2 separate regions of the Mus musculus genome follow, and region 1 is linked to region 2. A link is a contact called in public HiChIP or PLAC-seq data. All regions are on one chromosome and are shown on one strand. Each heading gives the region's core, a stretch centred on a gene start, on an enhancer-like site or on the middle of the called end of the contact. The rest is flanking DNA. Distances are from core to core; before and after follow the strand shown.

Evidence for each region. HiChIP or PLAC-seq counts read pairs in DNA pulled down with a chosen protein or histone mark.
Region 1: a contact with region 2 is called in an H3K27ac HiChIP or PLAC-seq map of embryonic stem cells, with 7 read pairs. The contact joins the promoter of 4933411K16Rik here to the enhancer-like site in region 2. A contact is called at or near these places in 2 of 39 promoter capture datasets (cranial neural crest and pre-B cells), 1 of 15 datasets of contacts at CTCF or cohesin (the NIH/3T3 cell line), 1 of 115 datasets of contacts at active chromatin or transcription factors (embryonic stem cells) and 3 of 9 other capture datasets (adipose tissue, liver and pancreatic islet).

What each region holds. Positions count from the first base shown.
Region 1 is chr19:42,049,889-42,053,609 of GRCm38.p6, reverse strand. It overlaps 4933411K16Rik (RIKEN cDNA 4933411K16 gene), which reads right to left and starts at 1,382. Exons shown (of 1, transcript NM_025752.2): 1 at 1-1,382. The coding sequence starts at 1,178. The coding sequence ends at 264. All of the region lies in intron 1 of Hoga1 (4-hydroxy-2-oxoglutarate aldolase 1), which reads right to left.
Region 2 is chr19:42,007,026-42,010,926 of GRCm38.p6, reverse strand. The region is part of intron 1 of Ubtd1 (ubiquitin domain containing 1); the gene reads right to left. Among named protein-coding and RNA genes, the nearest start is that of Ankrd2, 27 kb to the left of the region's middle. Within about 2 kb of position 1,931, at least 57 of the 459 cell types and tissues checked have an H3K27ac peak or open chromatin away from gene starts, as enhancers often do. A contact at or near this core is called in the NIH/3T3 cell line and embryonic stem cells, where this site is marked.

The sequences.
Region 1 (3,721 bases), core at 133-2,632, 43 kb before region 2:
TTGGCTCCATTCAGGCATGTGGAGTCAGTGTGGGGCTTGTGGTTGCTCCTGTAATCTGCCTCCTGTCTTCTCTCGTGGGTCATCAGGGCCTTTGGGCTGTTGAAGCTGCGTCCTTTCCTCCTTCCCTCATGACCTCTGCTGGGGCCAGAAGCAGCAGGAATTTGGTTGGCAGTCTCTTACCCTGACCGCGTAGGTTTCCCCATAGAAGAGAAAACAGGCCTATGTATGAGAGCCAGCCCTGTGGGGGGCAGGGACACATGGTTTCAAGAGCCATAGATTGGGTTTCTGCGGTTGGGCAGATTATGGCTCTGGTGGCTTGGGTGACCTGGCTGACCCTGGTGACTCTGGTGACTCGAGTGACCTGGATGACCCTGGTGGTTGGAGTGGCCCAGATGAGTCTGGTGGCTTGAGAGGCCTGAATGACCCTGGTGGTTGGAGTGGCCCGGATGACTCTGGTGACTTGAGTAACTTGGATAACTCTGGGGGCTCAAGTGACTTGGATGATGACCCTGGTAGCTGGAGTAAACGGGATGACTCTGGTTGCTCTGGTGGCTTGGATAGGAATGGTGGCTTTGGTTACTATGGCGACTCTGGCTATAGACTGTGTGCGATTGGTTGGCCCCAGCTACTCCAGTTTCATGGTGAGTTAGGAAATTCCCTTTCAGTTTTATCTCCACCTCCTCCAGAGCCTTCAGCTCTTCTGGGCTGATGTTCCTGGATTCTGCATGGCCTTTACGACGGTGAGTTGTGGAGCGCTGCAGCATGGAGTTAGCCACGCGATGCCCCTTGGCATCAATCTCCTTCGTACAAGCTGCCACAGCAGCCCAGGTGTCATCCTCCATGGACGGGGACTTCCCTGACTCCCTCTGCATCTCTTTGGTCATTGAGCTTCCAGATATCTTCTGTTTGCTGGCAAACGAATCTCGGTGCAGAGCCGCGCCCCTTTCTCCGTGTTTGGTGGTGAGGGTATCCACGTGGAGGGTGGTATTGACTTCCCCATGCCTGCTTTCAGGTGAGTGGCCATTGTTGCTGACATAGCGGTAGGTGGGCAACCTCTCCTCGGATAGGCGGCTGAAGTGAGATTTGATCCAGCTGTCATTTGCTCGGTGGGATTCCAGAGGCTTGTCTTCTGTAGTCTCAGTGGCTGCCTTCCTTTTCTTCCTGTGAGCCCACAGCATGAGGCCTCCACCTCCGAGCAAGAGAGCGGTCCCCAGCACCACCCTGCATGATGGTTGCTGGAGGAACCCCAAGAAGTCCTCCAGGGCCCTAGGCCTCACAGAGAACTAAGAGCACAGTGGGAGTGCTGGAGCCCAGATGGTAAGGTTCATGCTTGAAGGGACCGGAGCCCTGCAGGTATCTGGCAAGCAGGCCCCTGCCTCGCCCTCCCTAGGATGCCCTCTGACACCTCAGCAATGAGCCCCATTGTGAGGAAGGCAGCTGGGGGTGGGGTGAGGCAAGGCCACCTCATCACTCAGACCTAGTCTGGCAAGCTTCCTGTAAGGATCAGGTCTTGTCTCCTTTTCTCCATAGAAAGAAAGATAGCATCATTTAACTCTTCTGCCTCCCACTTCCAAGGCTCTCTGCTCTTCTGTTCTGCTTAATTTCCAGTCTTCGGTTTCCCTTGTTCCTGTTCCTGATCTAGTGGCCGCCACAGGATAGAGGATACTGAGTCAGTTTGGCCATGAAAAACTGGGACCACTCAATTAGACTGATATCCATCCCTGGTCAATAAGTGTTGTACTCAATACCCACGACCCATCTCTGCTGTCAGCACAATATCCCTAGCTCTATTACAGGGAAGAGTCCAGAAGGGAAAGGGTCCGGGAAGGGGCTCATATGGAACAATGTGAGGTCACAATTGAGAACAAAGAATAGGCTGAGAAAGCAGAGCAGGTAGGACTGACTGCAGGGCCATCCCAGGGTAATTAAGCTACATCTTGCCTGAATAATAGCCAGCAGATACAGAATTTGCCCCCTGATAAACATGACAAAGTTTTGAGCCTGGCTAGCCTGCTCAATCTTGAGTAACTCCTATGTATATGGGGCTAGAAGCAGGCCTGTGCTACTGTTTCCCTCAAGGCAAGTAGCACACTTAGAGAATGCCAAATGGGGGCTGGAGAGATGGCTCAGCGGTTAAGAGCACGGACTGCTATTCTGAAGGTCCTGAGTTCAAATCCCAGCAACCACATGGTGCCTCACAACCATCTGTAATGAGTTCGGATGCCCTCTTCTGGTGTGTCTGAAAACAGCTACAGTTTATTTATCTGAGAGAAAGAAAGAAAAAAATGCCAAATGTTGGCATTGGAGAAGCTGTGTTGTTTGTAGCTAGAAAAAAAAAAATACTAGACAGTTAAGAACACTTACAGAGGTCTTAAGTTCAATTCCCAGCAACTACATGGCAGCTCACAATTTATCTAATATGGGATCTGATGTCATCTTCTGACATGCAGAGAGCTCATGAACATAAATATATTTTTTGTTGTTTTTCTAGATAGGGTTCTCTATGTGACCTTGGTTGTCCTGGAACTAACTCTGTAGACCAGGCTAGCCTCAAACTCATATCCACCTAACTCTGCACTACCCCCTGGCTGGAAAAAAAAAAAAAGTTGTGGTATCTGAGAGGCTGGAAAGCTAGGTCCAGAGCACTTGCTATTCTTCTAGAGGCCCTGAGTTTGGTTTCCAGTACTCGTCCAGCAGCTCAGTCCTCTGTAACTCCAGTTCCAGTGGATCTAACACCTCTGGCCTTATCTGGTGCCTGTATTCACATGCCCACGCCCACATGCAGACACACACCTAGACACACTTAAAAAGGAAATAGTCTTTAAAAGTTGTTGCCAGTCATGGTGGCACACAACCTTTAATCCCAGCGCTCAGAAGGCAAGGGTAGACAGATCTCTGTGGGTTCAAGTCAGCTGAGTCTACAAAGTGAGTTCCAACCTCTTACCTGCCTCAAAAAAAATGTTATTTGAAACATTTCCTTTAAAGAAGTAATGCTTTTTATATACACAAAAATGTTTTCTCTTTGAGAAGAAACTCTGGTCGATTCTATGTGGGGAAGGAATAAGGCACAGCTAGAAGCTTTGGGGACCTTACCTCTCCAGCCTTGCTGAAATAGCCCTGTGATTGTCCACTGACCTCACTGGAAATAACAACTCAAAGTCCACCTGTGAGACTATTGACAGGTGTAAGTCCAGGGCCACTGGCCCTCCTGGTCAACTCTTCCTGCTGGCCTTTGGTTATAATGTGCTAAAAGTTTTATTTTTAATAAAAAACTTAAATAAAAATATAATTACATCACTTTCCTCTTCTATTTCTCCCCTCCAACCTTTTCCATGTCTCTCCTCTCTCTCCTCCTCAGACAGATGGCCTCTTTTTCTTTTCTTTTTTTGTTTTGTTTTGTTTTGGGTTTATTTTGTTGTTTTTCTTTCTTTTTCTTTTTCTGTTTTTGTTTTTGTTTTTGCTTTAAGATGAGGTTTCTCTGTATAGCCCTGGCTGTCCTGGAACTCACTTTGTAGACCAGGCTGGCCTCGAACTCAGAAATCCTCCTGCCTCTGTCTCCCGAGTGCTGGAATTAAAGGCGTGTGCCACCACGCCCGGCTCTCTTTTTCTCTATTATTACATATATGTGTATATATATATATACACATACACACACATAGACACAGATATACATATAACCATTGCATATCAGAAATACAACCTGCAGAGTCCATATGTCCAT
Region 2 (3,901 bases), core at 682-3,181:
GCCATAGATGCTAGATAGGCTCCAGAGTGAGGTGAAGAGGAGGAGGAGGAGGAGGCAGTGCCAACAATGCCAGGCAGCAGGAGCTAGCTATCTGTTTTCAGTATTGCCACCAAAGACTGAGAGCCCTGTGGGCACATCTCAGAGCAGTGGGAAAGGCATCCTCTTGGTTTCAGCTCAGCTAGAAGGCAAGGAAAGCTAAGGCTGGCAGCCCTGACCAGGGATGCTATTTGCTTGCAAGTGAACATTTCGTCGCCTTGGTGACCCAGGGAAGCACAGGGCAGGCACCAGTCACAAAGCCAGAGAGGGCTGCACTGAGCCTTGACATTTCCAGCTGGGAAAGTGGATAAATGCAAAGCACGCCTCCCTCAGTGAACTCTAACCTAACCATGGAACGACATGGTCACATGAAGACCTCAAAGATGTGCAAGGCTCCATCTTGCCCCTCCAAAAGCAAGGGCAGAAAGCTGGAGAAGGAGGCAAGAGCAAAGATGAGCCGGACTTTAAAAGAGAGAACACAAACACATTAGGGGAGAATGCAGAAGAGACTCTGAGCTGGGTGGCATTAGATAACAAAACAAGCCAGCACATCCCCACAGCAGACAGCTTCACCTGCTTGGTTTGCTCTGAAGCAAAGATGAGAACACCTTGGCTCCCCCCAGGTGGTGGCTTTCTGCAAGCCAGTCAGTCTCTCTCAGCTGTCTTACCTTTCTAATAATGGCGTCCCACTCGGCTGACCTTCAAACTGCCTGCTAAGCCAGCCAACTACCTAGACCCCAGTGTCACAATCTCTGCTGTCTAGGCTCACATGTAGCCCTAGGTTCCCCCAACAATGTACTCCAGGCCAGCCTCAGTGAAGGCTTTTTCACTGGTGAATTATTTAGGTCTTTTTTTTTCCTTTATGTTTCTGTATACTGGTGTTTTGCCTGAACGTATGTATGTGTGCATCATGTATGTGTCTGATGCCTGTGGCCATCAAATTGGAGTTACAGATGGTTGTGAGCCACCAGGTGGATGTTGGGATCAAACCTCGACCCTGTATAAGAGCAGCCAATGCACTTAACTGGTGGGCCATCTCTCCAGCCCCATCACTGGCAAATTTTTAAGGAAAACCCCTTCACCCCAGGGTCTGTCACAGCACTCGTGCCCCTTTCTTCCTTTTGGACCCTCAAGCCACAGGCAATCTGCTCTCAACCTAGGAGCTATCTCTATTCTTCTCAGATCATGAGGCAATTACTTGATTTATCAGAGGATCAGCTTGTAGGCTAGGTTATATATGCCTGGGACCAGCCCCAGAACCGGCACAAGTTGCAGAAACATAGTCCAGCCCCTGCAGTACTAAATAGGAGCCCTCACCCAAACACCTTCCTCATTTTTTAGAAATTTTTTTAAAATGACATACGCCACACATAGAGAAATTACCTAAGAGAAACATAAAAAGAGAAAAATGTAAGTCACCTGTATTCTATTGCCTAAAAATAACTAGCAAAACCACACTGAGGTATTTTCTTTTTCTTCTCAGTTCACTGGGATCACACAGTGTGCATAACTGAAGCTTGTGGTGTTGTAACAGCCTCACTCTGAAGCCAGCCCCCAGCTCAGTGACTCCCAACCGCCTGCTGCTAGTCATATTCACCTATGGCGGCTCAATGCAAATCCAGATGCCCAAATGCTTGGTTGTGCCTGCTAGTGACTCAGGAAGCACGTGAAATCTAAATAAAATAAAAAGTCCTGCTGTCTTTATTCCAGACTCACTCAGGAAGCAATTACTCGGTGCTCACCACGCTACGTGCTAGGCACTATACCAAATGTGATTCTTCAAAGCCAGACAGAATCCTCGACTCATTCATCCATCCATCCACTCAGTCACAACACGCACGAAGCCCTAGGCCTGTGACTGTGGACAGAGTAAAACACTTTCAAGGTCAGAGCCAGTCAGGGAGACAAACACAAAAGGACAGTGAAAGATCAAGTTACAAGCGCAGAGAACAGAGATGGATGGCCTTAGAGGAGGTAAAGCAGAAGAGGACGTGCTCCCATCTCTCAGTCTGGGCCCCAGTAGAGGGTATGATTGTCAGGGTTCTGAGCTGCTGTGATGGACAAGGAACCTGTCTGGCCTAGCAGTGTACTGAGGTCTCTGCAGCAGGCAGTCTGCATGGAGATGGAGATGGAGATGGAGGGACTGGATCTGGGAGGGGCTTGAATTGCATATTAGGTAACTCTGTTTCTAAAACCAAGGCTGGAGCTCTTACCAAGGGCAGGCACATACCCAACCACTAAGTTCTCCCCAGCATGTTTCTAATTTCCTACACTGTGATGAAAGTCTTCGCACATAAAGCTTTGGGCACATTTCAGCTTGGTCCCTGTGATAAAATCCTCACTGGGGAATTTCTAGGTCAAAGAGGCAGGATATTTTTAGGGCTCTTGGTCCTTTTGCCAAACTGCTTTCCAGAAAGACCTCTGAATTTCCATTCTACCAGTAGTGCCCACAAGTGCAGTAGTGTTCAGGTCCAACAGGGGTCAGAGGGCAGCTCCTGTTCCCTCCACTGTTAGGACAAAAGACTCAGGAAGCACCTTTCTTAGGTTCCGAATGAAAGGATGGCTTCCAGGAACAGGTCACGCTACAGCAACAGGACCTGAGGCTAAGGAACTAAGTGGGGCTAAGTAGCTTTGCAGATAAGCTGGGCCAAATAAGAGGCTCTCTTCTTGTTCTAACCCATCTTCCTTACTTTAGTGATATCTCACTCATTTGCTCAAAAACATTCCCTTCCACAACTTTCCAATGCCTGTAAGGCAGAGGCTGGAGAGACGGCTCGGTGGTTAAAGAGTGCAGGCCACCTCTTCCTGAAGACCCAGCAGCAAGTCAGGCAGCTTCTGGAACCCCAGCTCCAAGGAATCCAATGCACTCTTCTGGCCTCTACAGGTACACACAGACACACAGACACACAGACACACACACACTGGCCTCTACAGGTACACACACACACACGCACACGCACACACACACAGACACACACACAGACACACACACACACACACAGACACACACAGACACACACACACACACACACACGCAGTACACACTCATAGACATAGACACATTTCTAAAAACACCCTAAAATATAGTGAGTTGGCCTAATGTTATTTATATTTTAATGTTAATATTGGGCCCCTAAGACTGGTTGCCCCAGAAATGAGAGAGTCTACAGGTAAGATGCTGAGTGACCCTGCCCCAAGTTACTTCTGATAGGTAAATAAAGATGCCAACAGCCAATAGCTGGGCAAAAGCTTGTCGGTGTTAGAGAAAGCACAGAACATGCCTGTGCCTGCATGGGATTCCAGAAATGACCGTTTCCTTTTATTGTTCCCAAGTGTCATCCTCTCATTCCTTGTCTTGCCACCGTCAGGCCTGTCCTTGAGGGTCAAGGCGGTCTGGGCCAGCAGGCTGAGTGCAGTGTGTCTGACTGAGGCTCTGATGCTAAAGTGCCCAGCACAAACAGATGCTCTGAAATGAGATGTCAGTGGCAGAGGAACCAGGAGGGAAGCAGTACCTGGAAGTACGATGTGTCAAGGAAGCTGAATCCCAAGGTCTCTAGATCCTTTAGGTAGGCAGACAAGAGATGCTAAGGCAGCTAGAGGGGCCTGTTAGCTCAGGGATGCTTCATCAGAAGAAAAAAGAGAGGCAGACAAGAAACAGGACAAGGAGATAAAAACCTCTACAGAAGACCTAGGAGAAGACAGACATGTAACTCAGTTGAAGAGCCCTTGCCTAGTGCATACAAGGCTCTAGGTGTGATTACTGGCATGAAGGAGAGAGGGGAGGGGAGGGGAGGGGAGGGGAGACCCCAGGAGTTGCCAGAATAGCCTAGTGTCTTCAGTCAGTTCCCTCTCAGAGACACTGTCA